2 separate regions of the Cricetulus griseus genome follow, and region 1 is linked to region 2. The links are chromatin contacts, called in public Hi-C maps. All regions are on one chromosome and are shown on one strand. The core of a region is the stretch at or near the end of the contact, and the rest is flanking DNA. Distances in the headings are between cores, read along the strand shown.

Evidence for each region. A called contact is a pair of places that touch in the nucleus more often than the background predicts.
Region 1: a contact with region 2 is called in a Hi-C map of the CHO-K1 cell line, with 17 times the contacts expected there. The contact joins two enhancer-like sites. A contact is called at or near these places in 8 of 8 Hi-C or Micro-C datasets (the CHK-Q cell line, the CHL-YN cell line, the CHO-K1 cell line and 3 more).

Annotation. Positions count from the first base shown.
Region 1 is chr5:69,751,500-69,754,876 of CriGri-PICRH-1.0, reverse strand. No RefSeq gene overlaps it. Among named protein-coding and RNA genes, the nearest start is that of Trnak-cuu, 24 kb to the right of the region's middle. Within about 2 kb of position 2,091, at least 1 of the 6 cell types and tissues checked has open chromatin away from gene starts, as enhancers often do.
Region 2 is chr5:69,430,166-69,433,946 of CriGri-PICRH-1.0, reverse strand. No RefSeq gene overlaps it. Among named protein-coding and RNA genes, the nearest start is that of Gli2, 26 kb to the left of the region's middle. Within about 2 kb of position 2,391, at least 1 of the 6 cell types and tissues checked has open chromatin away from gene starts, as enhancers often do.

The DNA of each region.
Region 1 (3,377 bases), core at 842-3,341, 320 kb before region 2:
TGCAAATTTAATTAACAAGCTGTTTATCTTCCTGGCTGAGCGATTAATAAAGGTGTCAGACAGGACAAGGCCCTACACAGCCTCCTGCAGGACCCTGAATATCCCCTCCTGCTCCAGGGGACTGGCCATTCATCAGAGGCATGATGAGGGTGTGCTGGTGAGGATTATACACACACACACACACACACAAAGAGAGAGAGAGAGAGAGAGAGAGAGAGAGAGAGAGAGACAGACAGACAGACAGAGACAGAGACAGAGAGACAGAGACAGACAGAGGCAGAGAGAGACGAGAGACAGACAGAGAGACAGAGACAGAGAGATGGAGAGGGGAGAGAGAAGGGTTAAAGAAGGAAGCAGGAATGACATGAAGTCACCACTGGACATTGTGCCCTCCTTCAGCTGTCAGACTCTACTGTGTGCAGTGCTCAGAGAGTCAGCTGAGGCATTGTGGGTATGATCTTCTTACCAGAGGGATGAGCAGTAAGAAATGAATGCAGAGTGCAAGCTGAGATCTTCAATGTTGGGAGTCATCAAATTTCTTAACTGCTTGTTTTTGCCACGTTACAGCTCCAGGAGGGTAAACTGCACCTGGTGCCTTCGCTGTGTCCCTGGGATGGGGACACATTGCTATAAGGGCCTGGGGGAGTCAGGCTCCTCCTCTTAGTGACACCTTCTCATCAACGCCTACAACTTTGGGATTTTGCAGTCACAGTCTCCTGCCCTGGACCTAAAGGAATCTGTTTTGGGGGTTTGCTTTTTACTTGCTTTTTAAATTTTTTTGGGAAGCTGTTTTGATCATGAGAGTTGGTTCAGGGTATCATAGTCAATATGGTTCACACTCCAAAGTAGAACTAAGACAGAGGAGATGGGTTAGTTGGTAACATGCTTGCCATCCAAGCATGAGGACTTGAGTTTGAGACCAGAACCTAAGTGAAAGAAATTCAGGCATGACCAGTGACATAGCTGAGCTGGTAAAAGGGCTAGCTGCAAAGCCTGGTGAAATTGAGTTTCATCTCAGAGACACCCATGGTGTCACACATGCACACATATGTGCACACACCACACACACACAGACACACAGACACACAGACACACACACACACACACACACACACACACACACACACACAATGAAGACACATTTGATCATTTTGCCCTTGCTTAAAGTACGGTCTCCTGGACAAACAAAGGAGGAAATAGACTTGTCCAGCCCAACATACGCCTTTTCAGGTGAGGAAACAGGAACAAGGTCATGAGCTGTGATTTAGCACAGCTGGGACTAATCTTTATAGTTTTTACTGCTGAGTGAAAGTACCAGGAGTTCCACCTACTCAGAGATCTCAGACACAAGACGGGCCCCCCCCCCCCAACACACACACGGAGCCTGAGGGGGACACCCTGAGGCTCCGGCACACTGTACTCAGGCCGAGTGAAGAAGTTCTGAGGTACTTCTTTCTCCACATTCTGGGACATTCTTTTCCAATTCCACTTTCTACTTGTGGTGACACTGCCAACCTGATGGGATCTAGGGTCACTTAGGAGACAAACCTCTGGCCATTTCTGTGAGGGAGTTTCTAGGTTAGGTTGACTGAGGTGGGAGGACCCGCCCTTGCTGTGAATGGCACCACCACATGGCCCAAGGCTCCATATTGAACACAAGGGAGAAAGCGAGCTGAGCACCAGTGTTCATCTCTCTCTCTCTCTGCTTCCTGACTGTGGATGTCATGTGAGCAGCTGCCTCCAGCTCCCGCAGCCATGCCTGCCCTGTCATCATGGACTGTAACCTTGAACTGAGAGCCCAAATTAGTCCTTCCTCCCCTGGCTGCTTTCACCAAGTCCCAACAAGGAAAAAAGTAACTAACACGCCGCCCTTCACATCCTATACCGATTCCTCTCTTGGATGTTTGTGTCCACATCTTAACCTCAGTAGGGTCCTTTTCTTGGCTCTGTTTTCCTTCTAGTTGCCTTCCCTGCTTCTTGTTCAATCCCTGTCTCAGCTTAGTTCTCAGGGGAATCCAAGTCACATAGGAGACCCAGGCTGTGTGCATGGTACTCAGCCAGCACCAGGGCAGCCTTGCCTTGCCAGCTCTCCACACTGTTCTGGCATGGCCCCAGCCATGGCTGAGCAAAGCAGACTGTCCACCAAGCAGGACTGCTGTCCCATGCCCTGTGCTCCAGCGTCCTCTGCTGGTGGCTGCAGGTGCTGCAGGGAAGTCCAGGACTCACCTGCTACTTCTGGGCTGTATGCAGGAGCTATTACACAGGAGCTATTGCACAGAGCCACCATGGGGACTGGGTGGAGTCAGGGGGAGGTTTAGTGAGAACACCAGGGAAGAGGACTGCCTGCCTGCTTGCATGCTCGTGTTTCAGACTGGAGTAAGAGTGGGAGAGTTAATGAAGCCACACTTAGAGACTTTATGCCTTAACATTCTTTTTAGTTACAATTTTCTTTGAGAATCATCTTGAAATGTGGTCATCCCCACCCCTCATTTCTCCATTATGTCTCTCCAACGTGCCCCCTCCAAACTTTGTATCTGTCCTGGAACTTGCTCTGTAGACCAGGCTGGCCTCGTCGAACTCACAGAGATCCACCTTGTCTGCTTTCTGAGTGCTGGGATTAAAGGGGTGTGCCTCCTTTTCTTTTTTAATAACCTACTAAGCCCAATGCTTGGTTCTGCCTGAGTGTGTATGGTGTAAGGCCATCTAGTGAGAAACCTACCCGTGGCTACATTCTCCCATTCCAGCAACTACCAACCTCAGGAAAGGGTGAGGCAAAGGGAGCACCCTGCCCAAACCTAGTGGGCACCTCACCTGCTGAACCGCTGGAGGATGAGGCCAGACTTGGCTGGGGAGATGACTCAGTGGGTAAAGTGCCTGCAGAACAAGGATAAGAACCTGAATTTGGATGCCTGGCACTCACATACAAAGCCAGGTGGCAGCCTGACTCTGTGACCCCAGCTGGGGAGGCAGAGAGAAGAGGAAGAGAGTAAATGTAAGGTCACAATGCAATGGTAGGGGACACAGAAACAGAGACCACATGGGATCACCTGGAGTTTCTGATACCTGTGTGTGTGTTCGTGCATGCGTGCGTGCGTGCGTGCGTTGGTGTGTGTGTGTGTGTGTGTGTGTGTGTGTGTGTGTGTGTGTGTGGAGGTTGAAACTGGGAAAGGTTTAGACGTATGAGAGTCTCCAGCAGCAGCTAAGGGGACAGAGACAGGTTCAGTGGGTAGGAGGCAGGCACGGAGCCCACCTGGCTGCCCAGGGCTGGGCACAGGTAGAAGCAAAGGACAGGAGCTAATGGACTGGGCTAGAGAGGGCTCGAGGAACCTGGGCTGGATGGAAGGGCATTTCTGAATGCCAGGGTTTGGGAGATGTTT
Region 2 (3,781 bases), core at 1,142-3,641:
TTCACTTGTCAGTGTGCAGATCTTCGGTGGCACACAGTCGTGTTGTTAAACAGCTGGAGTTTCTGTTCACCCATGAAAATCTTCATCTCATCCGAATGAACCTCCAGGGCTGGCAAGGGGGCTCAGCTGGGAAAGACACCCACTGCCAGGCCTGACAGCCCGAGTTCTATCCTTAGGACCCACATGATGTAAGAAAGGACTGGCTCTGTCTCTTGAAAGTTGTCCTCTAGCTTCCGTATGTCAACATGTGTGCACTCATGCACACACACATGCGTATACAAACACACACACATGCACACTAAGTAAATACACGTAAGAAAGTTTTAAGTGGCTGGAGAGATAGCTCAGTGGTTAGGAATGCTTGCTGATCTTGTTGAGGACACAAGTGAGTTCAGTAGTACCCATCACCCACTTCAGCCACACACCTGTGACACCATCTCCAGGAGATCTGGTGCCTTCTCCTGACTTCACACACATGCACGAACACACACACACACACACCACACACACACACACACACACACACACACACACACACACACTTTAAAAAACAAATTAAAAGAGATAGAAAATGTACTCCTTAAGAATAAGACTCTTGGAGCCGGACATTGGTGGCATACGCCTTTTAATCCCAGCACTCAGGAGGCAGAGGCAGGTAGATCTCTGTGAGTTCAAGGCCAGCCTGGTTTACAGAGCAAGTTCCAGGACAACCTCCAAAGCCACAGAGAAACCCTGTCTGGAAGAACAAAACAAAAAACAAAGAAACAAAAAGACTCTTGGGCTGGGCAGTGGTGGCAGGAGCCTTTCATCCCAGTACTAGGCAGGCAGAGGCAAGGGGATCTCTGTGAGTTTAAGGCCAACCTGGTCTACATGGTGAGTTCCAGAACATACAAGGTTACACAGAGAAATCTTGTCCTGAAAAAAACCTTAAGAGAGAGGGCGGGAACTCAGAGCTTAAAGTATGTAACACTCTTGCAGAAGACCCAAGTTTAGTTCCCAACACCCACATTGTAAAGTTCACAAATGCCTGTAACTACAGCTCCAGGGGATCTGACATCCTCTGTGGGTACCTGCACCTACAAGTACACACACACACACACACACACACACACACACACACACACACTAGACAAAGAAAGAGAGAAGCTGGAGACATGACTTAGCAAATGAAGGAACTTTCAGCCCAGGTTTTGTGACCTGAGTTCCATGTCCAGAACTATAGGTGGAAGAAAACCAACTCACACAAATTTGTCCTCTGACCTCCACAGGTGCACCATGGCACACTCTCTCACACACTCATTACACACACACACACACACACACACACACACACACACACACACACACACACAATTAATAGTAATAATAATAATAATAATAATAATAATAGGATCATGTTTTTAAGAGTAGATACTGTGCTGGGCCCAGACAAATTTGTCCCATTTGTAAGCATCCAGTATATCTATTTCCAATCCATTTGTTTACTTTGAGATATGGTCTCACTGTGTAGCCCAGGCTGAACTGGAACTCACTAAGTAGAGCAAACTAACCTTGAACCCATAGAGATCTGCCTGCTTCTGCCTCCAGAGTGCTGGGATTAAAGGTGTGCACCATCACAAAGGGCACAAAGCCTGTTCTGTGATTCTCAGGTTCCACAGAGGCTAAGTGGTGCCCCTCCACTAGATGACAGCACTGAGCATACCAGCCTTCCTGCTCTATCTTCCCAAGGCATGATGCATTCCTGACAGGTTTTGGGACTCCTCCTTCTTTGGTGATGTAATGGAGAGAGCAAGAGGCTGTTGGGTCTCAAACCTGGGGATAACGGCTGAGGTGTCTATCTAACATATCAAACTGGACCAGGCCACCAGGTTCTCCCAGCATCTCTCAGTCCCTACCTGTTCCAGGGTATGGCTGGCATACTCTGCCCTCTACCCCGACTCTCCAACCCAGGGGCTGGGCTGCCCTTCCCCTGGAAAATCTTCTCTTTATAATCCAGACATTTTGGTTACTCGCCTTTCTTATATCTTGCCCTCTTGGCTGCTGTGGTTCTCCCCTTCCTCCCCCTCCCCCTCTCCTCACGTGACTCAGGGTCATGGCCACTCTGGACTCCCCAGATATATCTGCTTCTGGCTATGATCTCCCTTTTATCTACAACTTTCCCTTCTGCCATACCTAGGAGTGGTCATGTCTTTCCTTTTATTTCTTTTTATTTATTTTTTTCCATTCAGGTCACAGGCAGCCAACAGCCAGGAGTGCAGAGGAACCCTCTGAAGACCAGCTGGAGGATATCACTAACACAGCACAGTGGGAGCATCAATACCAAGGCTTTCCTCCCATCTACCCAGACACTTCGTCTTCTCTTCCTGTGTTCTCCCCATCCCCTTGCAGCCTCCTGCTTCCTGCAAGAGCAACAGGGCCCCACAGTGCTTGCAGTTTCTTGTGCACACAGCTAATGTCTCAGCCTGAGGCCGCTGTGAGGAGTCCCAATCTCCACCAGCTGGCTGCTGTCAAAGACTGGTAATGGGTAGACCTAACCTTAAAACTTGGTTTCTTTGACCCCTTGTTCTTTTGTTTACAGCTGTGATTCGGGGTAATAATTGACAATGGGAATCTTTCAAATCGCCATTGAGATGATTACTTTTAAAATAAAAATAAAAAACAAGAAGGGCTGGACGGTCCTACATTGATAAAGTGCTCGACTTATGTGTAGAAGGCTCTGGGTTCTGTCCCCAGAATGGAGTAAACCTGACCTGTTGGCTTCTACCCAACCCCAGTGTCCAGAAGGTGGAGGCGGGAGAGGGAGCTCACAGTTGTCCCTGATTATAGGGTGAGTTCCAGGCCAGCCTGAGCTATTGAAACTCTGTCTAGGAAAGAAGTTTAGTGCCAGCCTGGGCTACATGAGACTAAAGCTGATGATGGAAACAGAGCCTAACCACCATAAAATTCCTAAAAGTCAATGTACTACTTACTTAAAGAAGAAACGACCCATAATATGGAGGCAGAGTCTCTCACTGAGCCTGGAGTTCAGTGTTTTAGCTAGTCTGACTAGCCAGCTTGCTCTGGGGATTCCCTGTCTCTGCCTCCCTAGCCCTGGGGTTACAGATGGCCATGCCCACCTGGGTTTTCAAATCCTGTCCTTCACACTTGAATGACAAGCCCATTATCTACCAAACTATCTCCCCAACTTCTTTCCCTTTTATGGGTAAGTAATAGTCCACCATGGTATCTGCCTGACATTCCGTGTGTTCCTTTATCCTACCAGGAACACTGGGATGCTCCAGACTGTGTGGATATTGCTGCTGGCACATGGTATGTAAATGTCTTTCCTTGGTTTCAGTTCTTTGGGGGTAAAGACCTAGAAGGGGCCTGCTGGCTCCTGTGGCAATCGTCCACCAGTTTCTGTCCCCAGGAGCCACATGCAGGCTCCCAGGTCCTCACCCTCAGCAGCACTTGTGACTTTTTGCCTTTTGCTTTTCCACACAAGGTCTTGCTTTGTTACTCAGACTGATTTTGAAGTCCCCTTTGCTTCCAGCTTCTGAATGACAGGAACTGAGTTCCACACTGCTGTGCCTGGCTTCTTTTCATTTTTCCTCCTTTTACTTTTAGTTTAAACATGTTTTTTTTTATGTGTATGAGTGTTTTAGCCTGTATGTCTGTGTGTCATGCACTTGCAGTGTACACAAAGTACAAAGGATGGATTTAGACCCCCTGGAACCAAAGTTAAAGACAGTTGTGAGCCACCACGTAGGTGCTGGGAACTGAACCCTGGTCCTCTGCAAGA